2 separate regions of the Sus scrofa genome follow, and region 2 is linked to region 1. Evidence: chromatin contacts called from public Hi-C data. All regions are on one chromosome and are shown on one strand. The core of a region is the stretch at or near the end of the contact, and the rest is flanking DNA. Distances in the headings are between cores, read along the strand shown. Region 1 holds the start of FAM109A (sesquipedalian-1). Region 2 holds the start of ACAD10 (acyl-CoA dehydrogenase family member 10).

What was found. Hi-C and Micro-C count contacts between places; a contact is called where the count stands out from the background.
Region 2: a Hi-C map of liver shows a contact between it and region 1, with 3 times the contacts expected there. The contact joins the promoter of ACAD10 here to the promoter of FAM109A in region 1. A contact is called at or near these places in 3 of 5 promoter capture datasets (fetal liver, fetal skeletal muscle and liver), 10 of 47 Hi-C or Micro-C datasets (embryonic fibroblasts, epiblast stem cells, heart right ventricle and 6 more) and 1 of 2 datasets of contacts at active chromatin or transcription factors (skeletal muscle).

What each region holds. Positions count from the first base shown.
Region 1 is chr14:32,597,626-32,603,427 of Sscrofa11.1, reverse strand. FAM109A (sesquipedalian-1) reads left to right here and starts at 2,720. Exons shown (of 3, transcript XM_013982887.2): 1 at 2,720-2,924.
Region 2 is chr14:32,839,961-32,845,942 of Sscrofa11.1, reverse strand. ACAD10 (acyl-CoA dehydrogenase family member 10) reads right to left here and starts at 4,080. Exons shown (of 20, transcript XR_002338858.1): 1 at 3,929-4,080. It overlaps BRAP (BRCA1-associated protein), which reads left to right and starts at 4,059. Exons shown (of 12, transcript XM_021073840.1): 1 at 4,059-4,379. The coding sequence starts at 4,298.

The DNA.
Region 1 (5,802 bases), core at 1,471-3,970:
TGGCCTCGCTCAGCAGGTCAGGGATCCTGCGTTGCCCTGAGCTGGGGTGTAGTTTTCAGACGCAGCTTGGATCCCGCGTTGCTATGGTTCTGGCTGTGGCTTAGGCTGGCAGCTGTAGCTCTGATTTGACCCCTAGCCTGGGAACTTCCATACCCCATAAGTGCAGCCCAAAGGGAAAAAAAAAAAAAAAAAAAAGGCATATTAAAAAAAAATTATTTTTGGCCATGCTTAAAGCACGAGGAAGTTCCCAGGCCAGGAACTGAATCCATACCACAATAGTGACCTGAGCCACAACCATGACAACGCTGGATCCTTAACCTGCTGAGTCACCAGAGGACTCCTAAAATGCTTCTTTTCTTTTGGTCTTTTTTGTCTTTTTAGGGCCACACCTGTGGAATATAGAGATTCCCAGGCTAGGGTCGAATTGAAGCTATAGTTGCCGGCCTACACCACAGCTCACAGTAATGCCAAATCCTTAATTCACTGTGCAAGGCCTGGGATTGAACCCGCATCCTCATGGATACTAGTCAGCTTCATTAACAACCAAACCCATGACAAGAACTCCCTAAAATGCTTATTTTCTGTGGGAGTTTCACCTCATTTAAAAAAATAAATGTAAGGACCCCCTACAACAACAACAAAAAGATGCCATGCTCTTGCTTTCACATTTCTGCCTTTTTCATCCATGCCAACCCTTGACTCCAACATAAGGGGCTCTGAGAGTTAAGACTCACAGAATCTCTGGCAGATATTCCCCATGCCAAGACCCAAATGTTCATATGCCTGGCATTTTCCTTATTTGGTGAACATCTAGATTTGGGGAAATTCCAGTTTGCCTTTCCTGTTCAAGAAATTATGGCACCATCATGGAGTTCCCATTGTGGCACAGTGGTTAACGAATCCGACTAGGAACCATGAGGTTGCGGGTTTGATCCCTGCCCTTGCTCAGTGGGTTAATGATTCGGCGTTGCCGTGAGCTGTGGTGTAGGTTGCAGACGCGGCTCGGATTCCATGTTGCTGTGGCTCTGGCGTAGGCCGGTGGCTACAGCTCTGATTCGACCCCTAGCCTGGGAACCTCCATATGCCATGGGAGTGGCCCAAGAAATAGCTAAAAAAAGACAAAAAAAAAAAAAAAAAAAAAAAGACAAAAGAAAAAAAGAAATTATGGCACCATCAGGTACAGCTGGATCCACAGGCTCAACTGATATCAGATACGTCATATCTCTCTCTCTTTCCATAGTCAGGGGTCTTCACTATCAGGCAGGCTCTCAAATTCAACCACTTCCCTCCACCTCCACTGCCTCCACTCTGCTCGAAGCCACCATCATCACATACATCATTCATCATCACTTGCCTACTGCAACAGCCTCCTCCCTGGTCTCCTGGGTTCTACCCTTGCTTCTTACAGCCAGGAACCATGTCGAACCTAAGATAGCATGTCCCTCCTCTGCTCAAAACCCTCCCATGGCTCCCATTCCTTCCAGAGAAAAAGCAAAATCTTTGCCATGACACACAAGACCCTGAGTAACCTGGCTTTGCCAATATTCTCTAACCTCATTTCCTACTATTATTCCCTTTGCTCACTTGGCTCCAGCCCCACTGGCCCCTTCCGTTTTACAGACATGCTCGTGTGGTCCCACCTCAGGACCTTTGCCCTTGCTCTTCCCTCTGCATGGGACACCCTTCCTTCGGATATCTACATGGCTCCCTCCTTCACTTCTTTGAAGTCTCTGCTCCTTAGAGCAGTTTCCCTGACCACCTTGTCTAAAATTGTACTCCCAGTCTTTCTTTCCTACTCCTGTGGCTTATAGTCTTCCTAGCAAGAATCACTTCTATATCTCAATTGTTTGTTGACCAACTCAGTCTTACACAGGTGCTTAGTGAGGGACTGTAGAATGAATAGATGATGCTGGTCTGTCCTGTTTCTCTCCTGCTTTCAGGCCAGGGCTGAACAGTAACTGAGTCCCAGAAGGAAGGCTGCAAGAGCAGCAAACAAAGACAGCTCTAGAGAGATAGAACTGTGTTATTTTGGATGGAACAAAAAGAATAAAAATCCCTATTTATTAATAGCATCTACTGTGTGCCATGCCCTTTATATACCATGGTTGTCTCTATTTGAAAGATAAGGAAACAGGGCTAGAAAAATGGATTGATTTTTCTAAGGCCTCACAGTGACTAAAAGGCTTACTGGGACTTGAGCCCAACCCTGCCCAACTCCAGAAATTTCCCTCTTCACCTCGGGCCGGGGGTAGGGTTGCAAGGCATCCTGTTCATATAGAAGAGTCCTATGTTGACTTTGCCGTGATGCCCGAAATGTCCCGTAATCAGCTTTTTTCAATAAATCACACGTTTTTGGCAGTTATATTTAAAATTGAGCTGGTGTTAAATTTGCTATATCTGGCAACCCTAGCCAGGGAGGAGCTCGAACTCAAGGCTAGGGCTTCAGCGAATGGTCACGCCCAGGACCCCGATGCTTTTTCTGGACGAATCCGCCCCCTATATCTACCCTGGAAGCGTGTTGTGTCTCAGGGATCCAACCTTTCTTCCAACAGGGCATTCCTGAGCCAGTTGCGGTTCCTTTAAGAGTGGTTTCAGGGGCGGTCCCACAGGGGCGTGGCGAATCCAGGGGGTGCGCCGGATCTGGGCTGGCCAATCCGGGAGTAGGGGACGAACTCGCGGCCGACCCAGCACCCGCGGGTTGGGAAGGGTTAAAGAGGCGCGTCGGTGGGTCGCGGACTGTCCGGCTGCCTCCGCCTCCTTCGGTCGGATCCCCGCTCTCCCGCGGCTGCGCCGGCTCGGCCGCCCGGGAAACAAAGCGCCACCGCGGCTGCGGCCACCGAGCAAGTCCCAGACCATGGCCGGGCGGTCCCCTGGCTCCGCGCCTCTAGTCCGGCCGTCGCCGTCGCCCTAGGCCGCGCCGCGAGGTAAGGCCAGCCTGGCGTAGTGGGGGTGGGGTGAGAGCTTTCGGGCGGACCTGAGAGGGGACGCGGGACCGGGCTCGGGCCGCCGTGGGCCTCGGGGTCCTCCGGCCTTCTGGGGAGACCTCTGCTGGGGATCTGTCCATTTGCAGTTCCACGCCAGTGGTAATTTGCCCATCAGGGACCCCAGCTGCAGGGGGCAAACTTGGCTGATGACTCTCCTGCCCAATAAGAGACCTCTGGGGGAACTCTGGGGAGGAGAGCTCCACTTGACTCCTACATTCTGGCGTTGACCACCCCATTTAGGACTCTGGCTGTCCTTTAAGGAACACACCACGTACAAAAGGAGAGAGAGCAGCTAGGAGCAATGGCCTGGGATGGCCGTCCTACCTGGAGTGCTTGTGGCCGCTGCCCAAGGCAGTGCTGCGCAGGAGCTCTTCGGGGTTCTCAACACGTTTTCCAGCCATACCTGCCACACCCTCTCTAACATGCCCACTGCTAGGGGACACTTGTGGCAGCTGGATCCAATCCCAGGCCCAGTGGTTTTGGCTTCTTTCCTTGAAATGAGCATCAAAATGCCATGCCTCAGTTCTAGGCAGTCTGTATCCCTGGAGGCCTGGAGCTAATTATTTTCTTTTGGACAATTCCTTGACTGAATGTTTACTACCTGCTCAGCATTTTGCAAGATGGCTCTTCAGGACTAATTTATTCAATTCCAAGAGGGGTGGATATTAATATTCTCACTTTATAGATGAGGCTGTGTTCTCAAGGTCCTCTAGCCTGGACTGGCAGAGGCAAGAACTTAGCCCTGGGATCAGAGAGGGGCTGGGTCGGTCCCCTCCAGCTTCCTGCCTGGCCAGGGACTGTTGAATCAGCAGCAGTGCTCACAGCGGACTCTGAACTTCTTGGAAAACTGTATGAGCACAGGGAGATAAGCCAGCTTGCCAGGCCCTCCCAGAGGCTGGAGCCTGTGTCCCTGCTGCCTCCTGCCTTCCCCGCCTTTCTTGTTGGGCAGGAGGAACCAGGGCCATCGGCAGAGGGGTCCTGTGCTGGCTGGTGACTTTGGGCTCCAGGTGGTGGGGGTGGTAGAAGGGGAGCTGCTGAGTATGAGGGAAATTGCTTTTCCTTTGGCCTTAAGAGGTGGTGAGGCTCCAAGAACAGTTCCTTTGGGCTGGTTGCCCACAGCATGCAATTCTAGGCACAGAATTGTACCTTCGGGTAAGTTGCTTAGCTCTCTTTGTCTCAGTTTCCACATCTATGAATGTGGGATGGGGAATGACTTCTCATGGGCCTGCTGAGAGATTTAAGTAGACAACCTTTCGATTCGTTCTACAGGTATTTGAGCACCAACTACATGCTAGGCACTAGAATTCAGACAAAGAACCCTGCCCTCCTAGAACAGGCAAAAATGACCCAGGTGATTTCAGGCAGTGACTGGGGGGCGCCTTCTTGAGGAGGTGATAGTCAAGCTGAAACTGAAGGATGAGGAGTTGGCCACATGAGATATGGGAAAGGCATTCTAGGCAGAGGGAATAGCCAGGGCAAAGGCCCTGAGGTGGGAATATGTCTGGTGTGTTTGAGGAATAGCAGGGAGACCAGGGTGGCTAGAGACAAGTGAGTAAAGGGGAAAGCGAGAGAGCAAGGGCAGTTGGAATTCAGGGGGGAAGAATGAATTTTATGCTGAGAGAAGTAGGGAGCCATGGGAGGTTTTAGAGTTGGAGAGAGGGTATGATTTGGTTTAGTTTTAATAGGATCCCTCTGTGAGGAATGGATCCTCTGTGGGGGCAGGGGAGGTGCCTAGGAAGGCGTTATGATCTTACCCTGAAGAACATGGACAAAAGGAGGGGCAAGGGTGGAGGCAGGGAGACTGGTGAAGAGGCTACTGTAGCTGTCCGGGCGAGCTATGATGGGGGCCTAGAATGGGACGTGGCCATGAGCAGAGGTTAGGCTGCTGATTTGGAAGAGGTTGGAGCAGGCTTGACAAGTGAGCCAATGTGGAGGTGGCAGGAAACCAAGGGCCTTTTGCTGAGACAAAGCACTGAGGGGAACATTTGGAGGCTGAGAAGAACGTCATCAGCCATGTACCATGCTGGCACTGTGCTCAGGACGTAGTCACTGTCTTCACAGCAACCCCTACTTAGATGCTATTATGATCCCATTTTACAGATGTGGAAACAGAGGCCCATAGAGGCTTAAAGCTTGCCTGGGGTCACACAGCCTGGACACTGCAGAGCTGACATTTGAATCCAGAGAAGAGCAAGCTGAAACCAGAACTGGGCAGAGGGCAGGGAAGTGAGCAGTGGCCTGAGAGGTAGGAGGGAAATGGGGCAAGTTGGGTGAGTGGTTTCTGTGAGAAGTGGGGTCCATCTGGGAGTTGTTGGGGGTTGGGGAAGAATCCCTCCCATTTTGCAGAGAAAGAAACTGAGGCTCAGAGAGGGGAAGCCCATGCCGGAAGTCACACAGCTCAGAGAGGCAGGGCAGGGATTAAACACTCTGAGTCTTTAGAGTTGTGGCCTTGGCCCAGCTGCTAGGTCAGGACAGGCTGATAATCAGCCTAAATCACAGCTCACGTTGCCTCATCCAGAAAGCCTTTCTTGACTGCGTAGGCAAGTGAGATGAGGTGGACTGGCTGGGAGCAATTGCCTTGTCCACCCTGGGTCAGCCCCATTGTGGCCAGCTGCTCCCAGGAAAGCCACTACCCCTACCTCATTCCTCCAGGTCTTCAGTGAGGCACTGCCCAGGTTGGGGAACAAACATTAACTGAGCACATGCTGCATTCCAGGGACTTTGAATAATGTGGCCACTGCCCTATGTAGAGTGAGCTTTTGAAGCAGGAGCATGAGGTGTGTCTGCAGGGTGGCCATGCTGGAGACCCTTGTGCCAT
Region 2 (5,982 bases), core at 2,831-5,330, 240 kb before region 1:
TGCGAGTTCATGGTAGTCACTTCAGTGTCACCATAAGGACTAAATAAACTATGTAAGAGTCTAAAGAAAGGATTCTTTTTTTTTCTTTTTAGTCTTTTGTCTTTTTAGGGCTGCATCCATGGCAAATGGAGGTTCCCAGGCTAGGTGTCTAATCAGAGCTGTTACTGCCAGCCTACACCAGAGCCACAGCAATGACAGATTGGAGCCAAGTCTGCGACCTATACCACAGCTCACAGCAATGCAGATCCTTAGCCCACTGAGCGAGGCCAGAGATCGAACCCCAACCTCATGGTTCCTAGTTGGATTCGTTTCCGCTGTGCCATGACGGGAACTCCAAAAAAGGATTCTTAAGAAGTAAATGTTCAGGAGTGCCCGTTGTGGCACAGCGAACTAATATCCATAAGGATGAGGGTTCAATCCCTGGCCTCGCTCAGTAGGTCAGGGATCCAGCATTGCTGTGAGCTGTGGTGTAGGTCACAGACTCAGCTCAGATCCCAAGTTGCCATGGCTGTGGTGTAGGCTGTGGCTGTGGTATAAGCAGCTGTAGCTCTGATTCGACCCCTAGCCTGGGAACTTCCATATGCCGCAGGTGCAAGCCTAAAAAGCAAAAATAAATAAATAAAAGAAATAAATATTCAAAACTGATAAAATGTGTTTCTCATGAATTGGAAATCTGCTGGATTGGGGCATGAATGTCAAAATGAAAAATGTAGAGGCTGACATGCATTTTGGGTTTTACTTATGTTCCTATGTCAAGGCCACAGTTAATGATGGAAGGAGAAATTTATTTATAGGCTTCTAAAAATGTCAACATTTTTTGCAACATTTTGTCAATACTAAGGGCTTAACGGAGATCGAACAGTATCTGCAGGGCCTGAAAGGCTGACTTTCATCCTCACGGAGGACACTGTCCTCACACTTCCGCTAATGGATGAGTGGGCACTGCTCCCACGACCAGCTTCCTCCCTCCAACTAGAGATGATGGTTCTGTCCTAGTCATTTCCCAACACTCTTCAGAGAAGGAAAATGCTGTGATTTCTCACACCGGCTGGTACTGCCCACTGACTAGGACAACTCTGCCTGCTTTATCCACAGGTAAACTTATTTTTTAATCACAGGCTCAGTTTTACCTCCTCCAGAGAGGCTATTCTTTCTTTTTCCTAGAAAACTCTGATACTACTTTTTTTTTTTCACTCTCATTGCTTCTTTTCCATACCTTCACTAAAGCACTTACCCCATCACACAGTCCCTGTTTTCAAATGCATCTGCTCCTATACTTGTAAGCTCCTTAAGGAAAGGCCTTTTTTTTTTTTTTTTTTTTTTTGTCTTTTGTCTTTTTGTTGTTGTTGTTGCTATTTCTTGGGCCGCTCCCGCGGCATATGGAGGTTCCCAGGCTAGGGGTTGAATCGGAGCTGTAGCCACCGGCCTACGCCAGAGCCACAGCAACTCGGGATCCGAGCCACATCTGCAACCTACACCACAGCTCACGGCAACGCCGAATCGTTAACCCACTGAGCAAGGGGCAGGGACCGAACCCGCAACCTCATGGTTCCTAGTCGGATTCGTTAACCACTGCGCCACGACAGGAACTCCCCGGAAAGGCCTATCTTATTTCATCTTTGTGTACATCCCGAGACCTAGCACAGTGTCTAGACACACAGCAGGTGCTTAGTAGAAACATGACTTGGAAAGATGAATAAACTGCATGAATCGGAAAATAGGGGAAAGCAGGAGACAAGCATAGTGGTTGACAGTGTAACAAGCCCAATTTGCCTATCTCTAGCTAATAATTCTAGTTCTCTGGAACTGGCATTTTCCTTCTGTATTTTTTTAAATTTTTTTTATTACTCAATGAATTTATTACATTTATAGTTATACAATGATCATTCCTTCGTTATTATAAAGAACATTTGTCTTCTTGCCTCTCAGAATGAGATCAGTATTTTAATGGGGATTTGCTACCTAAATTATGTTTTTATAAATATGAACACACAGGGTATGTTGTCACATATTAAAGAGATGGTTTAGGAGTTCCCGTTGTGGTTCAACAGAAACAAACCCAACTAATATCCATGAAGATTCAGGTTCGATCTCTGGCCCCGCTCAGTGGGTTAAGGATCTGGCATTGTTGTGAGTTGTAGTGTAGGTTGCAGATGCAGCCACAGCCTGGGTCTGGCGTTGCTGTGGCTGTGGTGTAGGCTGGCAGCTGTAGCTCCAATTCAACCCCCAGCCTGGGAACTTCCATATGCCGCAAGCGTGGCCCTAAATAGCAAAAAATAAAAATAAAAAATAAATAAATGGGAGTTCCTGTCGTGGCGCAGTGGTTAACGAATCCGACTAGGAACCATGAGGTTGCAGGTTCGGTCCCTGCCCTTGCTCAGTGGGTTAATGATCCGGCGTTGCCGTGAGCTGTGGTGTAGGTTGCAGACGCGGCTCGGATCCCACGTTGCTGTGGCTCTGGCGTAGGCCGGTGGCTACAGCTCCGATTTGACCCCTAGCCTGGGAACCTCCATATGCCCCGGGAGCGGCCCAAAGAAATAGCAAAAAGACAAAAATAAATAAATAAATAAATAAATAAATGGTTTAGTAGAGGTTGAGTGTTGGCTCTAAACTCAGACTGCATGGGTTCAAAGTCTAGTTCTGACAAGTGCTGAGTGTGAGTTCCTGAGCAAATTATTCTCCAGGCCTCAGGTTCCTCCTCCCTAAAATGGGAATAATTATAGTTCCTGAATCATGAAACTGTTGCTACTATTACATAAAATAAAGCATGTAAAGCACTCAAGTTAGTTCCTGGTACACCATTAAATGTTTTCTATTATTACAATATACTACAAAAAAGTTCACATGACGTCTCATGTGTTATATACACATAATATGTGCATATGGCATATGGAGTTTCACATAAATCAGTGATTGACAATGGGGCAATTTTGGCCCCAAGGGGACATTTGGGAGTATCTAGAGATATTTTTGGTTGTCACCACTTGGGAGGTGCTACTGGTATCTAGTGGATTAGGCCAGGGATGCTGCTAAATATCTTACAAAGCTCAGGATGTACACTCCCTCCAAAGAATTATCAGAGCCCAAAATGTTAATAGTGCATAAGGTGAGAAACCCTCATATAAAGAGTGTAATGAAACTATTTCATAGGATGCAGTAATATCAAGCTATAAATATCACTTGGTCCTGTTATATGCATTGACAGTCCACACACTCACACGTGTCCACGATGTGCTATGACACATCTTACATGTCCCAATAGCATATGCCTATAACAGCATCCTAGCACACATACACGGTATATGGATTGATTGTGGCTTTCCATGTCTACATGCTAAAGGGAGTCTGAGGTACTGGAAAGGATGCTGACTCATAAAAACTGATGTAAATAGAGCTGCAGGCTCTACTCCTTTCACTCTCACAGCTATATAAGATTATTCCAATTTTACGCAAAACCTAACTCAAGTTCACAAAACTGGTGACCAAAATCTACTGCATAAGAACAGGAACTGGGTGTTTACCTTATTCACCAATGCATCCCCACCACCCCAACCTAGGCTCTCAGTAACCACTTGTGAAGTGGGACCCAGATGTATCTCTAGTACTGGGCTCTTAACCAGCCCACCACCCTACTTTAACAGAATCAGAACCACTGCCATCGAGTTCCGACTCCCCGTGAGCCCTCAGAGAAGTGGCTTCACTTCTCTGAGCCTCAGCGCACCTATCTGTAAAGTGTCACTGACACAAAGCAACTCAGCCTAAAGCTAGGGCGAGAGGTCAAACACTGTAAAAAGAAGCAAGAGCTCTCAGCAAGGCGCGGGTTCCTCAGACTATTCTGAGAACTTGAGGGGAACCAGAGAGACCTTTTGCCGTCAATTGAGCGGGGCTGAAAGCAAGGCCTCTCGGGCCTGGGCGCAAACCCACCGACCTGCCTAACGAGGACCGGTGATCCTCCAGACGGGCCTCTTCCACGACCTCTACGAGATCCCGTCGAGAAGGGCCCAGGTTTACCACCGCGAGGCTCACGCCAGTCACGTGTAGGCCACTTCACCCAATCAGAGCGCGCTGTGGTACGCGCATGCCTAACCTCAAGGGGTCAGCGACGGCAGCCGGGAGGCGGAAGTGAAGGTTGTTGTTGCTCCGGGGGTTGCCCACGGAGCTGCTGGTGCTGCTGCTGAGGTGGCGGCAGAGGCTCTGAGCCGTGGCGGCGCTTCCCGCACCCGGCCGCTCGGCCTCTCGGCTCATCTCCCAGCCTCGCCTGAGCCCGCCGGGGCCCGCGCCGGCCAGCGCCTGCCCTATGAGTGTGTCACTGGTTGTCATTCGCCTGGAGCTCGCAGAACACTCGCCGGTCCCCGCCGGCTTCAGCTTCAGCGCCGCGGGTGAGTTCGCAGCCTCGCCGTCTCCCCCGCAGCCCTCGCCGGGCCCTCGGGGGTCGCTCTCTCAGAGTCTGGGTCCGGGGAAGGGCCGCGGAAAAGGTTTTCGTTCCAGCAGGAAGCCGAGAAGCGGTTGGCATCCCCCTCGTTCCATCCGCCCTCAGGAGGTCTTCCCAGAAGTCATCTCCCAGAAGCCTTACCCGGTCCCTCCTTCCTTGTGCCTCCCCACCGGGCCTCTGTTTGTATTTGGCGCTTCTCTCTCCGCCCTGGGTTAGAGCCAAGTCGTGTGAGTGGATTTCTTCTAGGCTTTGTGAAGCAAGGATTGGGTACCCAGCGACACTGAAGGCCGCTAATTTAGTTAAATCGTTCTGCTTTAGAAAAATACCCATTGAGGCTCTTTGTAGCAATAGTAATAATTACAACCAAAATGTATACATTTTCTAATCTCAGCACTATGCTAAACACGTCGTGTGTACTGTTGTTTTTTTTGTTTTTTTTTTCCAATTATCTTCGTAAAATCCTATCGGTTAGATGAGTATATGACCCTTTTACAGACTGGAAAACTGAAGCCCAGGGACTGAGAGTCTTGCCTGCAATCATGTGTAAGTGGCAAAACTGGTATTCTTACTCAGCTGGGCTTGACAGTCTCAGCTCTTCATTACCAGCCATACGTCCTCTTCAGTGGAGCATGCAAGTATGACCCCTTTGAGACTCCAACAATTACCCGACAACAGCAACATTCATTCAAGAAATACTTTTTGAATCCTCACTGTCACTTGGAGCTTTTTTTTTTTTTTTGATCTTTTTCTAGGGCCGAAACTGCGGCATATGGAGATTCCCAGGCTAGGGGTCGAATCAGAGCTGTAGCCACTGGCCTACGCCAGGACCACAGCAGTGGGGGATCCAAGCCGCGTCTGCGACCTACACCACAGCTCAGGGCAACGCTGGATCCTTAACCCACTGAGCAAGGCCAGGGATCGAACCCGCAATCTCCTGGTTTCTAGTTGGATTCGTTAACCACTGAGCCACGGCAGGAACTCCTCTTGGAGCTTTAATGTGTTCAGAAAGACGTGGTCCTTGCTTTAAGGCACTAGCAGTTCAGTACAGTTCATAGAGACGGATGAATTAAATAGAGAATAAATGTAGAATTACAGCTGTGGCAACTGTGGTGAAGGAAAGGAAGAGTTTGGTAAACTATTACAAGAGGATCTCTTTGGTCTAGGGAAGGGGACTGGGGCTGCTAGGGATGGTTGTTGGAAACTTCCCTGAGTATGTGAATTTTGGGGCTGCAAATTAAAAATTCAATATGATTTAATTGGCTACTGATTTCTGAAAGTCAACTAAATTGACATGGGCCACATAAATACTTATACATGGGTCAGTCATGAGTCATTGATCAATTTAATCAGCAAATATTTAAAGAGCTTCCAGTGTGTTCTGGGCACTGAGGTGTAAAGTTCAGGGGATACAGTGGTGGGCGAAACAGCCCTGGTCTCTGCTCTATTAAAGCTTATACTAAGAGTATATCAGTCAGGTCTCTGAATTCCTTCTCCATATTTGTGTGTTTCAGTGATTTAAGACAATGATCACAAATTTTCAGGGTATGATG